Regions from separate parts of the Pan troglodytes genome. Here region 2 is linked to region 1. The links are chromatin contacts, called in public Hi-C maps. All regions are on one chromosome and are shown on one strand. The core of a region is the stretch at or near the end of the contact, and the rest is flanking DNA. Distances in the headings are between cores, read along the strand shown.

Region 1 (5,472 bases), core at 2,102-4,601:
GTTGGCCAGGCTGCTGTTGAACTCCTGACCTCAGGTGATCCAGCCACCTAGGCCTCCTAAAGTGCTGGGATTACAGGTGTGAGCCACCGCGCCTGGCCAGAGCTTGCAGAGACTTTAGTAGGCTGGGCAGCTCCCCTCTCTCCCTTTTTTTCCCCTTCCCCCTCTCCTATCCCTTGGGAGTGAACTGGTTTCCTCTGGGAGCTCTGCCTGGGGCTTGGCAGGGAGCCGGGCCTATGTGTATCTATCTGGGAGGCCAATTTCTGAGCCACAGCAGAGAGGCATCGGCTGACCACAGTGTAGGGATAGAGCATTCCTGCAGCTACAGGGTTCTTGGGGGTAGCTACAGGTGATTGGCACTGCCTATCAAGTGTGATCACAAACACACACACCCATACTCACATACAGATGTACACATATGCATACACACGTCACTGTTTCCTTGGCTCTACATCTTCTTTCTGTGTTAGCCCCTTTGCACACATCACTCCTTTCCCTACTTCCTTCCTTCCTGTTATATCCACAGGAAACTGTCCCCCAGAGGAGAAGCCCTCTCTTAGGGCTCTTTCTCAGCAAGTTTGTCTGAGCCTCATTAAGTCTTTTTTAAGCAGGGCAGTACGTGGGGGGACTTTTAAGGATCTGGTTCCAGGCTTCGGTCTTGGGAAAGGAGCTTCAATTCCCTGCTGGTCTCTTGCCTCCTGCCGGGTCTGTCCTCCCCTCCCTTCTCTACCATTGGAGTGAAGCTTCCACAAGCCAAGTAGGCTGTAGTTATTTATCACAAGTGCTTACCCCAAATTCCTCAGGCTGTCCTACAATCTTTAAGCACAGTCATACTTTTAAGATATCAATGCTTATATACAATGCTATATTCCTTCCCTGCCTCCCTTCTCTCCTTCCTTCCTCTCACTTTCTTTTATTTATTTTTGAGACAGGGTCTTGCTCTGTCACCCAGGCTGGAGTGCAGTGGCATGATTGTGGCTCACAGCAGCAGCCTCAAACAGGCCTCCTGCTGCAGCTTCCTAAGTAGCTGGGAGTACAGGTGCACATTACCACGCTTGGCTAATTTCTTTATTTTGTAGAGATGGAGTCTTGTGAAATTGCCCAAGTGGTCTCAAACTCCTAGCCTCAAGTGATCATTCCTCCTTGGCATCCCATATATATATGTATAAAAGACCCTGGGTTCTTTTTTTAAAACCTGTGTCTCTCCTGTTTTGACACCTACCACTCTAACTTAAAACAATTCCTTCTTTTTTTTGTTGTTCTTTTTTTTTTTGAGACGGAGTCTCACCCTATCACCCAGGCTGGAGTGCAGTGGTGCAATCTCTGCTTGCTGCAATCTCCGCCTCCCGGGTTCAAGTGATTCTCCTGCCTCAGCCTCCTGAGTAGCTGGGATTATAGGTGTCTGCCACTACGCCTGGCTAATTTTTTTATATTTTTAGTAGAGATGGGGTTTCACCATGTTGGCCAGGCTGAGTCTCAAACTCCTGACCTCGTGATCCACCTACCTTGGCCTCCTAAAGTGCTGGGATTACAGGCATGAGCCACCATACCTGGCCCCCTCTTTTTTTTCTTGATGGTATCTTATGTGGAGGATTTTACCCAAAAGTTCAGGGAGGCTAAACACTGGTGTAGTCCTACTTATTTATTGCTCAACATATCCCAGCTAGGAATGGAGGATAGAGACAAGGAGCAGGTATGAAGGCCAGTTGAGCTGTGTGATGTGGTGGATTTTTCAGATTACAATCATGCTTTACCTCTGTATTTGTCAGATTACAATCATGCTTTACCTCTGTATTTGTCAGCTGTCTAGCAGAGTGGTTCAGTGCCCAGGCACTGGTGTCAAACAGGCCTGGGTTTGAATCGCAGCTCTTCCTCACTCATAAATGTGTGACCTAGGCCAATTAGACTAAATCCAAGTTTTCCCTTCTGTATAATAGGGGTGCTCTTTTTTCTTGCTCTGTCACCAAGGCTGGAGTGTGATGGTGCAATCACAGCTCACTGCAGCCTGGACCTCCAAGGCTCAAGCGATCCTCCCACCTCAGCTGTGATTACAGGTGTGAGCCACTGTGCCCAGCTGGGGGTGCTCTTAGCTACTCCAGGAGGCTAATGTAAAGATAACACTTGGAAAATATTCTGCCAGCCCTAGGTAAGAGTAAGCATTCACTAAATGAAAGTGATTATTTCTATAGCATAGGGAGTCACAATTTACCACGTGTTTTCACATTGATTTAATCCTCACACCAGCCCAGTGAAGTAGGTATTATTATGATCCACATTTTACAGATGAGGAAATTGAGGCCTAGAGCAGTGACGTGAGGGGACCAAAGTCGACTTGGAGCTAACAGAGGCAGCAAAGATTAGAAACCATGTCTCCAGTCGCCCAGACCCAGAGCCCCACCTTGCAACCCTCTTCCCACACACCAGGAGTTCTGTTTTTTTTCTGCCAGGCCTCAAAAGTGTGGGACTTCAGGCTTTTCTATACTCGACTGTGAACACAGCCAGGGGTTAATCTCTTAAACTTCCCTCCAGTTTTGAAGTGGGGATCCTGCCCACACCTCCCCCAAGCCCTAAGCGGTGTCGGTAGCTGTCTCCTCCAGGGGGCGGGGCCTGTCATCTTTAGAAGCCACGCCAGCGATAAGCCACGCCCACAGACCAAAGCCTCGACCCCCACCCCCCACCCCCCGCCCTCCCCGATAGGAAACCAACTTCTTCCTCAGCTCCCCAACTAGCAACCGTGCCCGCAAGGTCTCTCGCGGCTCAGCATCTACCTTTTTTTTTTTTTTTTTGACACAGGGTTTCGCTCTGTCACCCAGGCTGGAGTGCAGTGGCGCGATCGCGGCTTACTGCAGCCTCGAGCTTCTGGGCTGTCATCTAGGCCTCCCAAAGTGTTGGGATTACAGGCGTGAGCCACCACGCCCAGCCGGTGTCTACCTCTTAAACTCAAGCCTTGGAGTCCAACGCTCTACCATACGCAGCCCAGCCCTCCGCCATATGCAGCCCAGCCCGATGCCCAGTGCTTCGCACCAGGATACGTGGTTCTGTCTCTTTTTCATGCGCTCCCACGTCCGGGAGTTACAGTCCCGGCCCTCGATGGGCATTCCGAGCGCCGAGCCCCCTGGGCGGGCTCACTGGGTTCCGCCCCCGACGCGAAGCCCCGCCCCCTGACGCCCCGCCCAGCACCACGCCTCCCGGGCTTTTCGCCTTACTTAGCGGCCCGCCCCGCCGCCCTTCTGACCCACCCCCCTAGGTAGTCCCACACGGCGGCCCTCGGCTCCCGGGCCCCGCCTCGGCCTCCTGCATTTGCCCGAGGCCCCCTCCCCAGCACTGGCCACACCCCCGGGTAGCCCCGCCCCCAGAGCTCCTCCCCCAGCGGCCGGGGTAGGGTGGCGGCTGGCCCAGCCGGGCCCCCGCTGCCCTCTGCCCTGGGCGCTTGGTCGGAGCGGGCTGGGCAAGGCGGGACAGGGCGAGCGCGGCGGCCCGGGGGCTCGGAGGCGAAGATGGCGTCCGGCAGGCGCGCCCCGCGCACCGGGCTACTGGAGCTGCGCGCCGGGGCGGGCTCGGGGGCCGGCGGCGAGCGATGGCAGCGGGTGCTGCTGAGTCTGGCGGAGGACGTGCTGACCGTGAGCCCCGCCGACGGCGACCCTGGTCCCGAGCCCGGCGCTCCGCGGGAGCAGGAGCCCGCGCAGCTCAACGGCGCCGCGGAGCCGGGCGCCGGGCCCCCGCAGCTGCCAGAGGCGCTACTGCTCCAGCGGCGCCGCGTGACGGTGCGCAAGGCCGACGCCGGTGGGCTGGGCATCAGCATCAAAGGTGGGCGCGGGACACCGAGGGCGCGGGGTCGTGGTGTCTGGGGGCAGCCGAGGGCGCAGGGGGCTGGCAGCGCGCCCAGGACATGGAGCTGGAGGCTTCCTGTCTAGGGGTAAGGGGGGTCTGAGGAAACAGGTCACGGAGGGCACTGGGCACACCAAGGTTGGAGGGGGTTTCAGTAGTTGGTGGCCTTAGGGGGCACGGAAGACACAGGTGTGGATAAGATTGTGGGAGCACCAAGGACACGTGGGTGGGAGTTCTGTGTGGAGGCGGGGGGGTCTGAGCATGAATATCAAGGACAAGAGGGGTCCCCCGGAAAGCAGAGTGTGGAGAAAGGGGGTTGAGGCCGGGACACCAGTGGGACAGGGAGGAGGGAGTCCCTGAGAAGCAACCAAGGTGGGTGCAGAGGGGAGGCCTGGAGTCTGGGAAGCACAGGGGTGGATAGGAGGCCTGGGTGCAGGCACAGGCTGGGGTCACAGGCAGAAGGCCAGCAAGGACCTAGGAATCTAAGGACCCAGGAAGGCTGCAGGGAGCCCTGACAGCTGGATTTGGGTCTCCTGATCTGACTATCTCCACCTTGCACAGGATAGAGCTTTCAGCCCCCAGGACTGACCGCTAGTGGGGTGCAGTTAGGGTTCAACCAGACTGTGTTTGAATCCAGGATCAGCTGTGTGAGGTTGCAAAAGTCCCGCCCCGCCTCTGAATCTGTTTCCTCAACTGTATAAGAGGATGACAGAGTTGTGATGTTTCTGAGAGCAGGGCTCACCACACCAGCACACTGTAGGTGCCTAGTTAATTACTGCTGTTAGCGGAGAGGAAAAATGGAGGCCAGCAGATACTCCCAAAGCAACTAAACATAGTTGTTAAAATCCTTGCACACCCCCAGCTGCTGGGTTCACTATTCCTGCCCATCTGTTTCTCAGGGTCCCAGCCCCCAGCAGGTGCTTTGGGAAAGGGTATCAGCCTTTGTCTCCACCTTGAATACATACCATACCCTCTGGGGTCTCCCTGGTACTGGTTCTGTTGACTAGTGCCTCCAGACCGTTTGGCTTGGCTGAGGCGGTGGGGATGGTGGTGAATGCCACCACTGTGTGCCAGGTGCTGTGCCCAGGACACTAGTCTCATGATCCACTTCATCCTGGCAACAAGTGGTGAAAGGTAGGGAGTATAATTCCCATATTGCAGGTGAAGAAACTGAGACTCAGAAAGTTAAAATGATTTTCCCACGATTACATAGTGAGTGTCAGTGCTGGGATTTGAACCTTAATTATCAGCTACTGTCCCTCAGAGAGTGCTCAGGGAAGTTGATTCTTTCCTGTAGAAGGGCAGATCCCCAGGCAGCCAACCAAGAGGGGCTAAAAAGGAGAAATGAGAAAATGAGGGTGTGGGCACCAGTCTTACCCCCAATCTCCAGCATGGGATAGGGCAACAGATGAATCCAAAAATTATACACTCAGTGTGTCAAAGCAGGAAGGAACTTATTCATACAGAATTCCATTCTGCAGATGGACACACTGAGACTCAGAGAGGAGCAGGGACTTTGCAAGGTCACACAAAGTTACTCCCCAGCTCCATACTTCTAGGTGGAGGGGAGGGTACTTTTAGGAGACTTCAGGTATTTCCATTGGATCCAAATCTGGGCTCCTGTTGCCATGGTAACCCCTCCTATAG
Region 2 (5,907 bases), core at 79-2,578, 220 kb before region 1:
GTGCCGCCGGGGAGCCTAGCCCGGCGCCGGACGCGTAGTCAATCCGTCGCCCAGCGTTGGCCAGCGGCTGCCGCTTGTCCAGGGGGAGAATCAGCACGATCCTGGTCTGGGGGTGGAACAGGGGCGTGAGGCGAGAGAGCGCGCTAGGGCCGAGCCCAAGACCCGGGGCCGCTCCGCGCTTCTCCTGGGACCCTCGTCCACCCGGGTCCTGTCGTCCACCCGGGTCCTGTCATCCTCCCGTGCACAGGGCTGGAGGGGACCCCTGTCCAATTCAGGCCGCGGGGAAGCCCGCCCTTCCCTGCGTGGCGCCCCGGACTCCGCCTCCCTTCTGGAAACCCTCATCCATCCCAGGCTGACTTCCTGAGACCAGCTCCGTCTAAGTTTATGAGATCCCTTCCAGGCCCTATGTCAGGGGCTTTCAGCACCTCCCACCCCCGCCTGGTCCAGGGCTTCTGCTCATTTGAGAGGGAGACAGGGAAGTTCTGAGCCTAGGAGCTGAAGAGAGGACACTAGGGAATTCCCCCTGCCTCTAGCTCCAGTAGTACCAACTAGAACTGATTCTCCGTGTTGGGATCTCCACCCGTTCGTCCAGGGTTGGGAGAGAATCCCACTCATGCTCACCCCCCGGGGCTCTCAAGTCTCATCCACTTTCTGGTTCTGGAATCTCTGCCCTCCCTTCTGGGCTTTTTTTTTTTTTAAGACTGAGTCAAACAGGGTCTTGCTGTGTCCTACAGGCTGGAGTGCAGTGGTGCTGTCAACGGCTCACTGCATCCCTGACCTCCTGGGCTCACGTAGTCCACCTCAGTCTTCTGAGTAGCTGGGACTGCGGGCATTCACCACCACAACCAGCTAAGTTTTTATTTTTGTAGAGATGGGGCCTCCCTATGTTGCCCAGGCCAATCTCAAACTCCTGGGCTGAAGTTATCCACCCACCTTGGCCTAGCAACGTGTTGGAATTACGGGCGTGAGCCACCTTGAAAGGAGCCCCATCCACACCCATATGGGCTCCTGGGATCCTCATCCTTGGGAGAGATTTTCGAATTCCTCCCTCACCCCCTAGGACTTCTGCATACAAGGCCTAGACTCCCAGCATCCCTTCCCACCCACTTGTCCAGCTTTCTCTGCCCCCCAGCTGCCTCCCCAGCCCTGCTCCCCATCCCCCGCACTCACAGCCGGCTTCTTCCGAGTGAGGTGGTTGAGGAACGGTTTCCACCAGGCCTTGTCCATGTCAGCCGGCCTCTCCTTGCGGGCCTGCTTGGGTGCTTTGGTCCTTTTGTGGGAACTGTAGTTTCCCATGGCAGGGCTGGTCACTACTGGGGACGATGGCCCACACTCCGTCTGCTCTGCCCCCTGGCCCTGGCAACATTGTGACCTCACGGGCTGACCTCACCAATTGCAGGCTCTGAGCACCGCCTTCCAGGGCCCACAGGTGAATCTGGGCTCCACTCAGTCACTTCTAGCCTTGGTTTCTCAGCTGTAAAACTGGGCTAATGATCATAAATGAGGCAATGCATGTAAGGTGCTTAGTGGTGAATAGAGGGGGATTTCTGTGGTTTGGGTATGAATTTTGGCCCTGCCACTAACTTGCTATGTGACCTTAGCCCAGGTAATCAACCTCTGTGGACCTGTTTTCTCATCTGCAAAATGGGGTCAATTATGGTTCCTGTAAATTGTTACAAAGGTTAAATGAGGCTTGGCATGGTGGCTAATGCCTGTAGTCTCAGTACTTTGGGAGGCCGAGGCGGGTGGATCACCTGAGGTCAGGAGTTCGAGTCCAGCCTGGGCAACATAGTGAAACCCCGTCTCTACTAAAAATACAAACATTAGCCAGGTGTGGTGGCACAGGCCTGTAAACCTAGCTATTCAAGAGGCTGAGGCAGGAGAATTGCTTGAAGCTGGGAGGCAGAGGTTGCGGTGAGCCAAGATCATGCTGCTTCACTCCAGCCTGGGTGATACAGTGAGACTCTTTCTCAGAAAAACAAAAGACTAAATGAAATTCTTCTTGCAGTAGTGCCTGGCTCTGAGTGGGTGCTTCTGTCTGTTCTCTGGTTGAAAGCAACAGAAACTAATCATCTCAAATACCCAAAAAGGAATTTTTTGGAAAGATTTCATGGAGATAGAAACCCTGGCCTGTCTGAGAATGAAAAGACCCAGCCTCTTCTCTGTCCCTGTCGCCTAGCTCATAAGCCTGGCCCAGGAGGTCCCATCCGATGGCTGAGCTGAGGCAGGTCATGGCAGGAGATGAAGTCTCTGATGGATGGGGCTTCTGGAGTCTCCTCGGAGAGGGCAGGCACCTGGACTACAGCTCCCCAGGACTCCCACCCTGATGCATGTGTGTGTGTGGTAGGGGTTAGGCAATTCTCAGGACATCTGTGACTCCTGGGTGTACAAGTGGGCAGGCCCTTTATTGTATTATACTTGACGATAGATGGCTGGCAGGTCTGGCATCGAGAGCTTACGTGCCAGACCCTGGGCTGAGTCCTATGCAGGAATTAACTCCTGGGACGTTCTTGCAGCTCCATGTGCTGAGTTTCATCTTTCCTGTTTGATAGATGAGGAAATGGAAGCTCCAGGAACTGACGGTAGTTGAGGAGCCTCAGAATCCCATGCTGGGCCATGCAGGGCCTAGCATGTGGGCAGCCTCCCTGCCTCTCTGCCACCCTGAGAGGGGCTGGGAGGAGGCTGGCAGTGTCGGTTGGGGTCAGTGCCGGCGTGTGTGTCTTGAGTGAGTGAGGATGGCAACCTGATTGTCTTTTATCAGCAGCTCCTAGTAAAAAGCACCCAGTGTTGTGTGTATGAGCGAATGAATGAATGAGTGAATACGTAGATTGTGAGTCTGGGGCCACACCACGCCATTATTTTGCCTTGTGTCAACATTGGCCCTTGGATACCTCGTGATAGCCCCCACCCAGCCTAGCTGTGCCTGGGACTCACTGGCTATGACAGTGCTGAAGGTGGTAGCCCCATCAGGGAAGGGGCCGTGAGGTCCAGAGAGGCCAGGCACTTCGCTGGGCAGATGCCTCCTGTGAGTTGGCCTCACACCTCCGGGGAGGGAGGCCAGTCCCGGACAAGGAGGGATCCAGACCCTCCCTGCCCATCAGGTCTCAGTACCCTCCTGCCTGTGCCAGGTTTGTGTGCCCCTGCTCTTGGCACTGCCACCGCTGCTCTGATGGGCAAGAGGCAGGGGACCCACTCAAGAGATCAGTGCCCGGGCTGGGAGATGCTGACCGTCCCTCCTCGGCCCACAGGAGTATGAGAGGGCCTCCAAAGTGGACCAGTTTGTGACACGCTTCCTGCTGCGGGAGACGGTGAGCCAGCTGCAAGCCCTGCAGAGCTCGCTGGAGGGGGCGTCAGATACCCTGGAGGCCCAGGCCCATGGCTGGCGGTATGTAAGGGTGCTGTCAACCTGTGGGGCTAGTGCACAAGCGCCCATTGTACCCCCATTCCAAATCCCCACAGTCCCAGCATCCTGGAGCCTGCATTTTCGGGCGGGGAAGCCATGGCAGGGTAGCCATGGTGGGGTGAAATGAGACTGGCTTTGGGGCTAGGCCTCGGAGTCCCAGGAGGCTTGTCTTCCCCACCCAGGCTTATCCCGTCCTGGGGCCCCAGTCCTCAGCCCTGTGAGCCTCACTTCCTCTAGGTCAGACGCAGAGAGCGTGGAGGCGCAGAGCAGGCTCTGCGGCAGCCGGCAGGCAGGACGCCGAGCCCTGAGGAGTGTCAGCCGGTCATCCACCTGGTCCCCCGGCTCTTCTGACACAGGTGCGCCTGGGGTGGGGTGGGAGGCCTGGCCGAGGCAGGCACCGCATCCCCCCTTCCCCCAGGGCCCGCTCCTTCACTGCCCCTCACTTCATTCTGAGCACCTGCGGGACCTGAGAGGCCCCTGCCTGACCCTGCACGGGCCCCACACACAGGGCGCAGCTCAGAGGCCGAGATGCAGTGGCGGCTCCAGGTGAACCGCCTCCAGGAGCTCATCGACCAGCTTGAGTGCAAGGTGAGGGCCGTGGGGCCAGGGCCCCACAAGGGAGGACCCTCCTGGTATCTGCCAGAGCCAGGCCCATGCTGGAGGCCCGGCCCACACTCTGTGCCCTCACAGGCCCCCCGGCTGGAACCCCTGCGTGAAGAGGACCTGGCCAAGGGGCCTGACTTGGTGAGCCCAGGAGAGGGGCAAGCGGCTGGATGGCCGTGTCTGGGGGTGCTCATGAATTGGGGATTCATGGGGCCGGCTGCCCACCCACCCTCTGCAGTGCGCATGTGCCCCGCCCCCAGGCCTGGCAAGCAGGTGCCGGGTTCTGAGAACCTACAGGAACCACCACCTTTCTCTGGGCTTTGGTTCCCCGTCAGCATTTCTGAAAGCCAGGTCTGGGGCAGTGTGGACGGAAGCTGGAGGGTGGAAGGAAGTGGTGGCATACTGCAGGAGGAGTAACAGTGGCTGGATCAAGCAGCACCCTTGGAGACAGGGAGAAGAGGATGGAGACAGGGAGGCTGGGGGGCCGGTTGGCGGCAGGAACCCAGCTAAAGGGTAGGTTGGATCTGGCATCAGTCAAGAAGGCTGGGGGCCAGGTGTGATGGCTCATGCCTGTAATTCCAGCACCTTGGGAGGCCAAGGTGGGAGGATTACTTGAGCCTGGGAGATAGAAGCTGCAGTAAGCCGTGATCCCACACACCACTGCACTCCAGCCTGGGTGAGAGCAAGACCCTGTCTTAAAAAACAAACAAACAGAAAAACAGCTGAGAACCTCCTGGAGGCCATAGCCAGTCCCTCCCCTGTGCCCGGCCCCGCACCAGCTGACCGGCTGCCTCTCCCACCAGCACATCCTCGTGGCCCAGAGGCAGGTCCAGGTGGCAGAGGAAGGCCTGCAGGACTTCCACCGAGCCCTGCGCTGCTACGTGGACTTCACAGGGGCCCAGAGCCATTGTCTGCAGTGAGTCCCCAGCTGGCAGGTGGGATGGCCAGTGGGGAGGGGGTGAGCAGAGAGGGGTGCTGGGGCTGGCCATCCTGGGTGGGTCAGGGTTCCCATGAGGCCCCAGGCCGGGGAGGCAGAGGTGGTGGCAGCCCTGGCCTGGCCTGCCCATCTCTTTGGCCCTACAGTGTGTCCGCCCAGAAGATGCCGGATGGTGCCTCCTTCACCCTGTATGAGTTCTGGCAGGATGAGCCCTCCTGGAGAAGGTATGAGTGCCAGTCTGGCCGCTAACACCATGGAATGTGGCCCTGGAGTGAGTCAGGCCAGGGTTCTAATCCTGCTCTCCCGCTCACTGGCTCTGTGACCTCAGATGAGTGACCCCACCTGCCCGAGCCCCCGAGTCCTTTCCAAAATGGAAGTGATAACAGTTCCAACTCCTATGGGCTAAAGGAGGTGACTGGGAAGAGCTGAATACAGCACAGGGACACAGGAGGCACTCAGTGAATACACACTTGTCACCATGTATGTGACAATGCCTATGCCGAGCACCGTGTGCAGTGCCCTTCATTCCACCCACACAGCATCCCTGTGTCACAGGGGAGAGGACTGAGGCTCCAGAGGCAGTGTGAGAAGGGCCGGGGTCTGATCCTGGCAGCAGGATGGGGCGGGAGTGGGGAGACTGAGGTCACGGTAGCCTGGGTCTCTCCGCAGGCACCAGCAGTCGCCTGGCAGCAAGGCCTTCCAGCGCGTCCTCATCGACCACCTGCGGGCCCCGGACACCCTCACCACTGTGTTCTTCCCAGGTATGCGGCGGACCCCCACTCACTGTGGCCCTGGAGGGGCAGTGGGCTCCTGAGGGCTCCTGACCCCCCGCCTCTGACCCCCAGCCTCCTGGTGGATAATGAATAACAACTGAGCCAGACCTGCACACGCCGAGGGCCCCGGGACCCTGCCTGCCTCCCTCTGGAGCCTTCTGGACTGGCCAGCCCAGCGCAAAGACCAGGGC

What was found. Hi-C and Micro-C count contacts between places; a contact is called where the count stands out from the background.
Region 2: a Hi-C map of induced pluripotent stem cells shows a contact between it and region 1, with 3 times the contacts expected there. The contact joins the promoter of C20H20orf144 here to the promoter of SNTA1 in region 1. A contact is called at or near these places in 1 of 7 Hi-C or Micro-C datasets (induced pluripotent stem cells) and 1 of 1 datasets of contacts at active chromatin or transcription factors (stem cell-derived excitatory neurons).

The regions. Positions count from the first base shown.
Region 1 is chr21:39,651,289-39,656,760 of NHGRI_mPanTro3-v2.0_pri, reverse strand. It overlaps SNTA1 (syntrophin alpha 1), which reads left to right and starts at 3,351. Exons shown (of 8, transcript XM_003316860.4): 1 at 3,351-3,804. The coding sequence starts at 3,495.
Region 2 is chr21:39,866,733-39,872,639 of NHGRI_mPanTro3-v2.0_pri, reverse strand. C20H20orf144 (chromosome 20 C20orf144 homolog) reads right to left here and starts at 1,328. Exons shown (of 2, transcript NM_001044379.1): 1 at 1,171-1,328; 2 at 1-106. The coding sequence starts at 1,296. It overlaps NECAB3 (N-terminal EF-hand calcium binding protein 3), which reads left to right. Exons shown (of 12, transcript XM_016947094.4): 6 at 3,249-3,385; 7 at 3,641-3,759; 8 at 3,912-4,147; 9 at 4,810-4,922; 10 at 5,090-5,167; 11 at 5,613-5,704; 12 at 5,789-5,907. The coding sequence ends at 5,817.